Regions from separate parts of the Oryctolagus cuniculus genome. Here region 2 is linked to region 1. The links are chromatin contacts, called in public Hi-C maps. All regions are on one chromosome and are shown on one strand. The core of a region is the stretch at or near the end of the contact, and the rest is flanking DNA. Distances in the headings are between cores, read along the strand shown. Region 1 holds the start of ITPRIP (inositol 1,4,5-trisphosphate receptor interacting protein). Region 2 overlaps STN1 (STN1 subunit of CST complex).

Evidence for each region. Hi-C and Micro-C count contacts between places; a contact is called where the count stands out from the background.
Region 2: a contact with region 1 is called in a Hi-C map of skin fibroblasts, with 4 times the contacts expected there. The contact joins the enhancer-like site here to the promoter of ITPRIP in region 1. A contact is called at or near these places in 4 of 6 Hi-C or Micro-C datasets (ear pinna, embryonic fibroblasts, skin fibroblasts and 1 more).

The regions. Positions count from the first base shown.
Region 1 is chr15:25,686,494-25,692,219 of mOryCun1.1, forward strand. ITPRIP (inositol 1,4,5-trisphosphate receptor interacting protein) reads left to right here and starts at 2,059. Exons shown (of 2, transcript XM_008270488.4): 1 at 2,059-2,365.
Region 2 is chr15:26,168,298-26,174,023 of mOryCun1.1, forward strand. STN1 (STN1 subunit of CST complex) reads left to right here. Exons shown (of 10, transcript XM_008270474.4): 6 at 348-471; 7 at 3,352-3,523. Among named protein-coding and RNA genes, the nearest start is that of STN1, 30 kb to the left of the region's middle. Within about 2 kb of position 3,569, at least 2 of the 8 cell types and tissues checked have an H3K27ac peak or open chromatin away from gene starts, as enhancers often do.

The sequences.
Region 1 (5,726 bases), core at 809-3,308:
ATGGGTAAATTGGGACTTCACAACTTCATTTACCTGGCATAGGCAGGCTGGGGCTTTTCATTTCTAGCAGACATTTTTTTTAAATTCATCCAGAAACTCAAACAAGCTACAGGCTTCCTTGCTGTGGTGCTGGTTAGAGAGGTGGTTTTTTGTTTGTTTGTTTTTTCCCATTCTCATGATCCTAAAAGTCAGCCTTTCCAGGGCCTTGGCTTCAGGGAGGGGTCCCAAGTCTAGATCCTTGTGCTTCTAGAACTCACAGTCTGAATGGGTACTTAGCCCCAGTCCTTACCCATTGAAGCTTATACTCCTGATGCCTTGGAGTTCAAGTTTGCTTTTTCCCTTCACCCCTGGAGATCCGCCTCTGCTTCTTTCAATTGTTGATACTTTTTATTAAGCATTTCTGTGTTTGAAGCAGGGGTTCCCTGACTTTTTGCCCCTCCTGTTCCCAGAAATTGAATCCTTTATAAACCTTTCCAGAGAAGGCACAGGATGCTACAGAAGTCACATAGGAGGGGTGTCCAACTCAACCATGGGGGTTCAGGGAAGACTTCCTGGAGGAGTGACTACCCAGCCTGAGACCTGAAGACTGAGCACACGACTTGCCAGGCAAAATAATGTGAGTGTGCATGGGGGTGACCAGCTGGAGGACGGGGTGGGGTGAAGGTTGCAAGCAGAACAGAAAGCCCACGTGAGCAGTGAAGGGGGAAAGACCCATCATATTCTGAGAAGCATGAGTTCCAAGAACCACAAGGAGCCGTGGAGAGTGTGGAATGAGATAGGAAGTGGTGAGATCAGGAGAGGCTTCTGTGCCAGGCTGGGACAGCAGAGCCTGGACAGAGAGGAGAGGAGCCAATGAAAAGAGGCCATCAGGTCACAGAGGGGGAAACCATCAGGTTTGAAAGAAAAACAAATACGAAGAACATTCCTACCATACATAATAGACACAGCTGGTTACAGACTGCTGGAACAACTTTGCACACAGGATAACAATCCCAGCCGGCACCTTGGCATTCCAGCCCAGGGCTGCTAGGGCTCATTCCAGTGCCCTCCACCTGCTTTGGGGAGGATGGGCAAGTATGCGGTCCTTGCAACTTGTAGACATTATAGAAACACACAGCTCTCAAGAGCGTTTCCCTAGATCAACATCCCAGCCCCCAAAACTCTGCCTCAACTACCCCTGATTTATGGAAAGGAACAGAAACTTGGGAATAAAAGCACCCTGGGCCTAGGGCCAGGGGGTCTATTTTTAGACATTTTTCTCATTGCCTGTTTATCTTTCAGGCTCAGCCAAATGTCTTCCAGACCAGAGTTGAGGCTACTTGGCGGGATCCAGGAGCAAAAGAAAAAGGTAGTCTAAGGGCCAGCAGCAGGAGCAATGGCCATGACCGAAATCCCTGGACTGTCTGCCTCCTTTTACCAACCGTGCCCTCCTTAGCACCTGGCGCCCCCAGAGCAGCGGCAGGGAGGATTCATTCAAACCCTCCCCGGTGTCCTTCCCGGCTGTGGGTTGGGGCAGGTCGCAGAGGGAAGAGGAGGTGGTGGGTTTCGCAAGTTGCTGTGCACTAGCCCTGCGCAGCTGGCCCGAGCTCTCTCCCTTCCTACGCAGGGGTAGCCATGCTCGATCAACTGCACCACGGAAGCCAGGCCCTGGCGACCACGGCGGCCCCAGCAGCATTCAGCCCCTCTCCTTGGTGCTCGGGGCAGCGATGCAATCATTTATGGTAACACGGAGTGCGTTATTTTAATCCATTCAAGCCGAAAACGAGAAAAGGGCCGGCGTTGTGTCTCGATTTATAATTTACTCCAATGGACAAAAAAAAAAAAAAAAGTGGCCCCCCCCCCCAGAAATCCCAGCGCTCGTAAAACGCGCCACCGAAGGCGCACGCAGGCCGGCAGCGATTTAACCCCTTCCAAACCGCGCCCGGGACGCCTTTTAAGGGCGCCCTCCATGAACTCTCCGCCCACCCTCCCCAGGCGACTCGAGCGGTGAGCTCCCGGCCTGGTCGGTCACCCTCCAGGTCTGCCCGCCCATCTGCAGTTCCTGGGCGGGGAAGGGAGTGTCCCTGGGGCCATCTCCGCAGCGGACCCCGAGCCCGGGCTCCTAACCTGCGCGGTCCTCCTTAAGCAGCTGCCGCGCCCCGAGTAGAGGCGGGTGTTTTGTTCTTATAAGGAGGGAAAAGTTTCTGTGACATCAGGAAATGAGTAACTCCGAAGCCCTGCGGAGCCCTGCGATGGAGGCCCGAAGGCGGGAGCCGGCCGGGACCCCGCAGCCCGCCTCCCTCTAACCGCTCCGCAGCCGCCGGCCCGCCCGCAGACTCCCGCGTCGGAGCCCCCGATCCGCGCTCAGAGCCGCCCCAGGCCGCACGTAAGTCCCGGGCCGGCAGCTGGACGGCTGCCCCTTCGCGACCGCAGGGGGCCCGGGGCTCCGGGGCTCAGTGGGGTGGGGTGGGGGGGAGCTGCGCCCGAGACCGAGCCGGGAGCGGGGGCGCCCGGGATGCGGAGAGCGCTGGTGACCTCCGAGACTGCCCCAAGAGCGCACACGAGGCCCCTTTCGCGGGCACGGCGGGCAGCTCCGCCTCGGGGCCCGCAGCAGGACCACGTTTTTGTTCCCCGCGCGGTGGTGATCCGCTACTTGGGCCGCGCGGGCGAGTCTGCTCGCCTGCTGGGTTCGCGCCTTCGCTCCCCTCCCGGGGCCTGGAAGAGCCGTGAACTTGGCTTTCTCTCGGTGTGCGGCGGTGACTGACGCTCTGAGGTTGCTTCGGGCCGGATAGAGAAGCCCTGGCCGCTTCCTCTTTCGGGACCCTACGCTCTGCAGAGTCTCTGCCTCCTGTCCTGGGCCGCCAGCCTCCTCTTCCAAAACGCCCCTTCCCCCTTAAAAACCCGAAGTGCTGCAGAGCAGAAAGGGAAAGTATTCTTACTGCAGCGGTGGGAACCTCATTGTGCCTTTTGGCCCCTGCCTGCTGTGCCAAGATCTCCCTATGAAAACTAGAAGGACCAGGTGGCAGCAGCGCCCTGGGTCCCAGTTTCTGGGTCCCAGTGTGCTTTCTGGATTTGACCTAGGGCCTTTCCCTTCTACAAACCGCTTGTACTTCAGAGAGGCCACAGCCCAGCTGTGAGCTCACCTGTGGCATGGTGAGAAACAGGTGGCCTTGCTCTTGCTAATGACATAATTGGCTGTTGCTTCTGTCTCCCCTGCAGCCTAAGTGGTGATCCTTGTTTGCTAATTCCCTGTGTTGGCTGCTGCAGGCCCCTCTGCCCTCAGACTTTCCACCGTGGGCAAGGCTGTCCTCCGGCCATGTCCTTTTCACAGGGGAAGTCAGTTTCAGGCTCTGGCTTTCTGGGGGCAGAGATCTGAACTTGTCACCTGTTGTCATCTTCCCAGAAGTTGTGTCCTCCGTGGTTTGGGGGTGTCTTGCATCAGGGGGCAGGGAGGGGCAGAAACTTCTGGCACAGTTGCCCTGCTGAGAAGGTGTTGTCTGGGAGGAAGCTGGATGGTGCACAGTGTCCCCAGGAGGCTGAGACCCACAGCCCACCGGTGCAGCCCAGGGAGAGCAGAGGTGGACCCCAGGAGTATGCTGGTCCCAGTTCTCAGGGCAGCCTCCTGCGTGCCAAGCAGGAGCTCATCCAAAGGAAAGGGGCCTTGGGAGGGAGAAGGGGAGGGCCTCGCGATCTGCACCCCAGGGATGACAAGCCGAGGGGCACTTGATGAGCATTGTCTGGGTCTGGGCTCAGAGACTGCTCACTCAGAAGCAGCGCCGGCCGGTCTCAGCATGCCACCAGAAGGAACTTACAGCAACCAGGGCGCCCTGGCAGGTCCTGTGCTGCGTGGCTGTGTCGACGGCCACGGGGACCACCTGGGGTTGCCCCTGAGCCCCAGGAGTTGGGAAGGGGTGGCACAGCAGCCCACGAAGTGTACTAAAGAAGGAGCAACTGCTGCAAGTGTGCCAGGGAGCTGGGAAGCGCAACTGAGCTCGGGGCCCACACCAGGCCATCCTGGACCCCTACCTGATCCAGTCTTGCCGGAGAGGAGGGTAGGACTGTGGTGATGCCAAGAGCTTTAACTGATCCCCAGGGCTGCTACTAGCTTATTCCACCCCTTGTGTGAATCCGAATAACACTTCATGCCATTTAGGCAGGGACCTCAGCTGGGTGGACATAGCCAAGGCTCACAGCAGAGCAAGCAACCCTGATAACCAGCAATTTTGAGGGCTTAATGTTTGCCACCCTTTCTTCTTTTTTCTCTTTTCTCTTCTCTCTTCTCTCTCCTCTCCTCTTCTTTCTTTCTTTCTTTCTTTCTTTCTTTCTTTCTTTCTTTCTTTCTTTCTTTCTTTCTTTTTTTTCTTTTCCTTCATCAGTAGCCTTCTGAAGTCCTGTTATACCCCTTTTACAGATGAAGAAACTGAGGCATGGAAAAATAAGATAAACAGGAACCTGGAAGCTGAGTCCCAATCACTGAGCATTTACAGACCCCCCCCCCCAAAAAAAAAAAAAAAAAAAAAAAAACAGGTGAAGCTTATAAAGCTAGTCTGGTTGGGGACCCTCCTGAGAAAGGAAGAGCCTTTTCTTTGTTGAAGGAAAATGCCTGCTCTTAGCAGGGTCAGAAGCTTATCTAGCTAGCGGAAGGGGAGGGGAGACGAGGTGACCCTGGCCATGGAGGCCTGGCCCAAGCCTGCCTGACTTTCCTTCCTAATGACTGGATGATATGAGGTGGCAGATCCAGTTTAGGGCCTGCAAGCGGGTGATGAGTAAGTGCCACCTGGGTGTGGTGCCGAGGGAAGATGCCATAGACGTCGGCAGGGAGCTCTCCCAGGAGGGGAAGGAGGTAGGAAGTGTCTGAACATGCTGTCCTGAATTGCCACCCCAAGCTCACATCCAGGTCCTCTTGCTTCCCTGTCCAAGTCCTGTTCACCTACAAACACCCTCCCCAGCCCTTCCAGGAGATCCATCCCTAGGCTCCATCTCACGGGCCCCTGGTGTGGCCACTCAGCTTTGCACTGGACGTCTCAGCCCTTAACTGGTTACAGTCATGCCCTTAGATGTCTCCTCAGAGGCTTGGCTGTGCCCAGCAGATTGCCCCAAAGCTCGTGTTAATCAAGATGGTGCCACCTCTCCTGGGGTCGGCTCTTAACTATGCCCACTCAGAAACAGTTTCTACAGTTTATAGACTCAGGCTGCTGAATCAGCCCAAGAAAGCTCCTGGAAGAGGGTGTACAAGTCCAAAGGCTAGTTTATTAATTTGCAAGGAGACTTGTGGACGTGACACAGACTTGGTGTTGTCTGGGCCCTGCATCCTGAGCAAGCCAGACGGGAACCCAGAGATCAGAAGAACGTGGCTAGTGCTTAGCAGAGCTAGAGTGAGGGCCAGGCCAGTGGAGGATTCGGCCATGGTGTCCAGTAACGCTGGGCTGTGTGCCCCTCTCTCTGGCCCTCTTGCCAGTGGTAAACCAGATGCTCAGATCAACCTGGCTGTGTGCATCTCCTTGGCTGGTACAATGTAGACTTTTCCCCTTAGCAATTTTTCATTTTATTCACTTCTTTGTTTAGTGCTTTGCAAGCAGTAGCTCCTAGCTACATAGATTTGCATTTGCCACAGTTAAATAACTATTGTGCAGTCTCAGGGTTTATAGGGCCAGGCCTATAATGCAAATTAAGAGGATGGCCTGGTAACCTGGATGGGTCCATAGGAAGCTAAGCAAAGAACCATGGTGCCTGATCAGCAGAGAGAC
Region 2 (5,726 bases), core at 2,319-4,818, 480 kb after region 1:
TTCTTGAGAGTGATGTGAATTTCTTGAACACCATCGAGTCCATGAACGTTAAATGAAGTCGGCTAATCAGAAGCAAGTCCATGGAGCCCCATTTTCCCTGTATACTGTGCTGGCTTGTTTTCAGCTGGGAACCTCAAGAAGGAGTGAATATATTCTGGCCCCTGCCACACCTATGATGCTGTGGGTGCTGCCTTCCCTCTCGTGGGGTGGTGGAACTGCCAAGTGCATCCATGAGAAGGGAAACCCACCACCATGTACCTCAGTTACTGTTGTCCTAGGGGCAACCTGGACATGGGAAGGAACCTCAGAGTAACTTCAATGGCCTCTTTTTCCCTGTGGCTTGTTAGATAAGGTAGATGACCCAGTGTGGAACATTCAGATCTCAAGGATGCGGGAGCTGCCTGGTATGTACAGGAGAGTCTATGACCAGCCTTTCCGCAGCCCAGCCCTGGAGAAAGAAGAGGCACTGAGGTAAGTCACCCCTCCTGGAAAGGTGACCACAGCAGGACAGCCAAGCGTGGCAGCCCAGGTGTTGGGGTCGGCCTGGCTTCAAATCCTGAATCATCCGTGGGGCTCTGGGCAAGTCCTCTGAGGCTCCAGGTCGTCAGTTTGCTCACCTGTAAAGTGAACATAACAGGATGCATGAAGAAAACCTGGGTGTAATTGGAGTCAGGGAAGGCATAGGTGGGGAATAGAAAAAAATATTTGAGGAAATAATGACTGAAATTTTTCCAAGCTTGATGAAAACTATAAAATCACAGATACAAGAAGCTCAACAGGCCCCAAGGCAAGAAACCTGAAGAAACTGCTCCAGAACACAACACAAACAGGTTGCCCTATGCCACACCATCACCGAAAGCCTGTTTGTTTGTTTTTTTTTTTTTAAGATTTATTTATTTATTTGAAAGTCAGAGTTACACAGAGAGAGAAAGAGAGGCAGAGAGAGAGAGAAAAAAAAAACCTTCCATCCACTGGTTCATTCCCTAATTGGCCACAACGGCCGGAGCTGCACCAATCTGAAGCCAGAAGCCAGGAACTTCTTCCAAGTCTCCCACGCAGGTTCAGGGGCCCAAGGACTTGGGCCATCTTCTACTGCTATCCCAGGCCATAGCAGAGAACTGGATCGGAAGTGGAGCAGTCAGGACTCGAACCAGTGACCATATGGGATGCCGGCACTGCAGGCAGCGGCTTTACCCACTACTACAGCGCCACCCCCTGAAAGCCTTTTTAAAAATGCAACAGCTACTTATTCTCAACCAGGGATCATTTTAGTCCTTTCTGTGGGGGAAAAAACAACCCAAAAAGAGTAAGAATGTATGCAAGGCTAAGAGTGGGGACTGGAAGGACAGGATGGGGAAGGAGAGTGATGGGGATGTTTTTGTTTTGTCTCTTGTCATTTTTCTTTTGAGAGACAAAGAAAGAGAGCTATCTGTTGGTTTACTCCCCAAATGCCTGTAAAGGCCAAGGCTGGTGAGGCCAGAGCCATGAGCCAGAAACTCAGTTCAGGTCTCCCATGTGGGTGACAGGGATCCAATCACCTGCTGCTTGCCAGGATCTGCCTCAGCAGGAAGCTGGAGGCAGGAGCCAGAGCCAGGAATCAGTCTCAGGAATCCCAGTGTGGGAGGCAGACATCTTAACTGCTAGGCTGAACATCTGCCCACCCCCTTTAATATTTTTACCGCATGAATTTATTATTTATTAAAAATTGCTTTTTAAACATGTCTACTGTAATATTTTATAGACTTGTGTAAAAAAGAAAGTGAAATCCTTCATTTTCCTGACTCCTAACTTGGCTCTGTTGCCCAGCAGTTGTCCACAGTCCAGTGTGCTTCTCTGCAGGGACCGAGGGTGAATATTCATCCAGACATTTGGTGGGCTGTCGTTTCTGCCTTTACAAAAATGGGACCATGTGTGTCTTTTTTTTTTTTTTTTTTTTTTAAGATTTGTTTATTCGAGAGGTAAAGTTATAGACAGAGAGAAGGCGAGAGAGAGGGCAACAGAGAGAAAGGTTTTCCATCTGTCAGTTCACACCCCAAATGGCCACTAAGGCCAGAGCTGGGCAGATCCAAAGCCAGAAGATGGAACTTTTTTTTTTTTTTTAAGAGTCTCTCCCTCTCTCTCTCTCTCTCTCTCTCTCTCTCCCTCTCTCTCTTTATTTGACAGGCAGAGTAACAGAGAGGCACAGAGAGAGAGAGAGAGAGAGAGAGGTCTTCCATCTGCTGGTTCACTCAAGTGGTTGCAATGGACAGAGCTAGGCCAATTTGAAGCCAGGAGCCAGGAGCTTCTTCCAGGTCTCCCATGTGGTGCAGGGGCTCAAGGACTTGGACCATCTTGCTTTCCCAGGCCATAGCAGAGAGTTGGATTGGAAGAGAAGCAGCTGGGACTTAAACCGGCTCCCACGTGGGATGCCAGCCTTGCGAGTGGTGGCATTACCTGCTACACCACAGAGCCAGCCCCGACAGGACCTTCTTCTGAAGCTCCCACGCGGGTGCAGGTGCCCCAGCACTTGGGCCATCTTTTACTGCTTTCCCAAGCCAAAAGCAGAAAGCTAGATTAAAAGTGGAACAGCCAGGACTCAAACCAGCACCTATATGCGATGCCAGCACTGGGGGCTGTGGCTTTAACCCACTGCACCACAGTGCCAGCCCCAAAGACCGTGTCTTACATGCTGTCTGCAGCTTTTCTTCTTCATCAATCTTATCTCTGTTGGTTCCTGTTTTCTGCCTTACATTTTTAAACAACTGTGTGACATTCACCGACTCACCCTTTATGTCAAAAACAAGCATCAACATATGAGGGGTCTTCAAAAAGTTCATAGAAAATGCATAGTATGAAAAAATTGCATGGTTTCTAAAAAATGTTTGGACCAAAAGAAATATTTCTTTTTTTAAACCTGTATTTTATTTTTAAAATTTTTATTTATTTGAGAGAGAGAGAAGAGTATTCCCATCTGTTGGTTTACTCCCCAGGTGTCCACAATGGCTGGAGTATGCCCAACCAGAGTCAGATGCTGGGAACTCCAACCACATCTCCCCTGCAGGAGGCGGAAACCCAACTACTTGAGCCTCCCGGGATCTGCATTAGCAGGAAGCTAGAATCGAGGAGCTAGAGCCAGGAATTGAACCCAGGCACTCGGAAGTGGGATTCAGGTGTCTTAACTGCTAGGCCAAACACCCATCCCCTAAACTTACCTTTTAATTTCATTTTCCATGAACTTTTTGAAGTACTTGCAGACTGTTCCATTTTCCGACTATCTTATGCACACCAGAAAAGAGCACAGGTGATGGTTTTCTTAAGGGGTTTTTTTTTTTTTTTTTTTTTTTTTTTTCTTTTCAATCCTTCCTCCATCAGCGATCCAGGCACCCTGGACCTTGCCCATCTCACATGTTTGCTGAGTGAAAAAGTCAAAGAATTCCTTGAGGAGAACAGAGTGCCAAGCTTTTACCAGCAGGAGTTGGAAACGGTGGAGTCTTTGCTGGCCCTTGCCAATCAGCCCGTGATTCACAGCGCCTGCCCTGACCAAGTGAGTGCAGCATGCCCACGTGAGGATCCAGGTCCTCTGCCCCAGTCTGCAGCTTAAGGGCGTGGGTGAATGTGACTGTGGCATGAAGACTCACAGGGTGGACCCGGGGAACAGAGGCTGTGGCTCTAGCACATGCCCTTTCTACTCTGGGAAGCTCACTGAGCATTCAGAACTTGAGTTGAGGCTGGACCTGCCCTGTCCTCCTCCTTTAATCTCATTATGTTGATCTTTGAGTAGCAAGAAACAGTAATAGTTTAAGGATACTAGCACCTAGTTGATAGCACTCACTGAACTGGGCAGTAACCATCAGCAGAAGCCGGATGAGGGGAAGTAGTGAAAGGAGGTAATTATCTGTCCAAGATTATTTATTGATTAGCAAGATGATTCTTGAACTTGAGCCAAAGTTTTTAATGGGTTGCTGTCTTCTAGGTTAATTTGCTGTGTTTTAGAAGTTTAAATGAACACTGAGTGGTATCCAGTCTGGTTTATAAGTAAAAGTTTTAAGAAATACCTAAGTTGTTTTTTATTCATCTTGAAAAAAGCTGTCCCTGTTGGTTCACCCCAGTGTCACGCGAACTTGTTTGGTTGTTTGGCATTTATTTATTTGCTTGGAATTAAGAGTTGAGACTTTGGTTTTAGGCTTTCTCTATGTTAAAGTTCTTAGGTTTAGGTTTGTTGTTGTCACATAAGTCATAGTTTTTTGAGTTTTTTTTTTTTTTAAGATTTATTTATTTTATTTGAAAGGCAGAGTTACAGAAGGGCAGAGAGAAAGAGAGGCCTTCTATCCACTGGTTCACTCCACAAATGGCCAGAATGACTGGAGCTGCACCAGTCCGAAGCCAGGAGCCAGGAGCTTCTTCCAGGTCTCTCACAAGGGTGCAGGAGCCTAAGCACTTGGGCCATATTCCACTGCTTTCCCAGGCCACAGCAGAGAGCTGGATTGGAAGTGGAGCAACCAGGTCTTGAAACAGCGCCCTTATGGGATGCCGACACTGCATGCAGTGGCTTTACCCACTATGCCACAGCACTGGCCCAGTCGAAGTTATTTTTTAAATTTATGTTCCTTATCCCACCAGGGGGCCATCTCGGCTGACATGCCACCTTCTTGCCTCCCTGCCTCTGCTCTGATCGCCACTCAGGCGATCACCCTGTGCTGTCAGTGATACGCTGGTGTTTATTTGTTGAGCTGCCTGTTCCTTTTACGTGAGAGCAGGGGCCTGTCTGTGTTGTTCTTTGCTGTCTACCCAGGACCTAGGACTGTGCTGGCTTAAAGCAGGTTCTCAATAATTACTTGATTGAACACATGAATGGGTTTAGAAAATTCAGATGGTCCCAGCAGTTATACATGGTAGCCACCCCCACACCCATTATCGTCTGGGGGTTCTATTCCAAGACTCCCAGTGGATGACTGAAACTGTGGATAGCAGTGAACCTTGTATATGATAGATGGCTGCTGATGGACTGGGCGGGCAGGTAGTGTGTACATCATGGATGTGTTAGACAAAGGATGATGCATGTCTTGGGAAGGACGAAATAGGACGGCATGAGATTTCATCACCTACCCAGAATAGCACACAATTTAAAATGTATGAATTATTTATTTCTGGAATTTTCCATTTAATATTTTCAGGCCATGGGTAACTGAAACCACAAAAAGCAAAACTGCCAATAAATTGTGGGGGGCAGGGGACTGTTGGAGTCAAGTTTCCTTCCCCGGCCCCTCCCACCCCCACCCAGAGACAGGAAGGGACCATTATTAAATGTCTTGAATATCCTCTGGACAGAGCCTGTGAGTACAGAAACTGTTAGTCATTGTATCCCTTTCCTCCTTGCACAACAATCGGAGTGCACTGTGGAGTGCTGTGAGAGACTTAGGTGTTCACGGAACGTGTGTGTCACAGGTGCTTCCCCAGCACACACACGACTCGCCACTCAGAGCAGGCTCTGGGACAGGTCCCGTGATGTGCCTAAGCAGCCTCTCCATTCCCACACTGCCTACATGGCTCACGTCTTTGCCAGACATTTGCTGAGACTCCCTCACCGGGGAACCTCCAGGTGGAGCAGATACCAGCTCCCGATCCTGACCTGGGCATGGCCGCTACCTCTCAGTTTTGTCCCCACACCTAATTAGCCCTCCTTGGCAACAGGCTTCCATGCCTGGTGACCAGCATTTCATACGGGGATACAGGGATAGGGTTTCAGA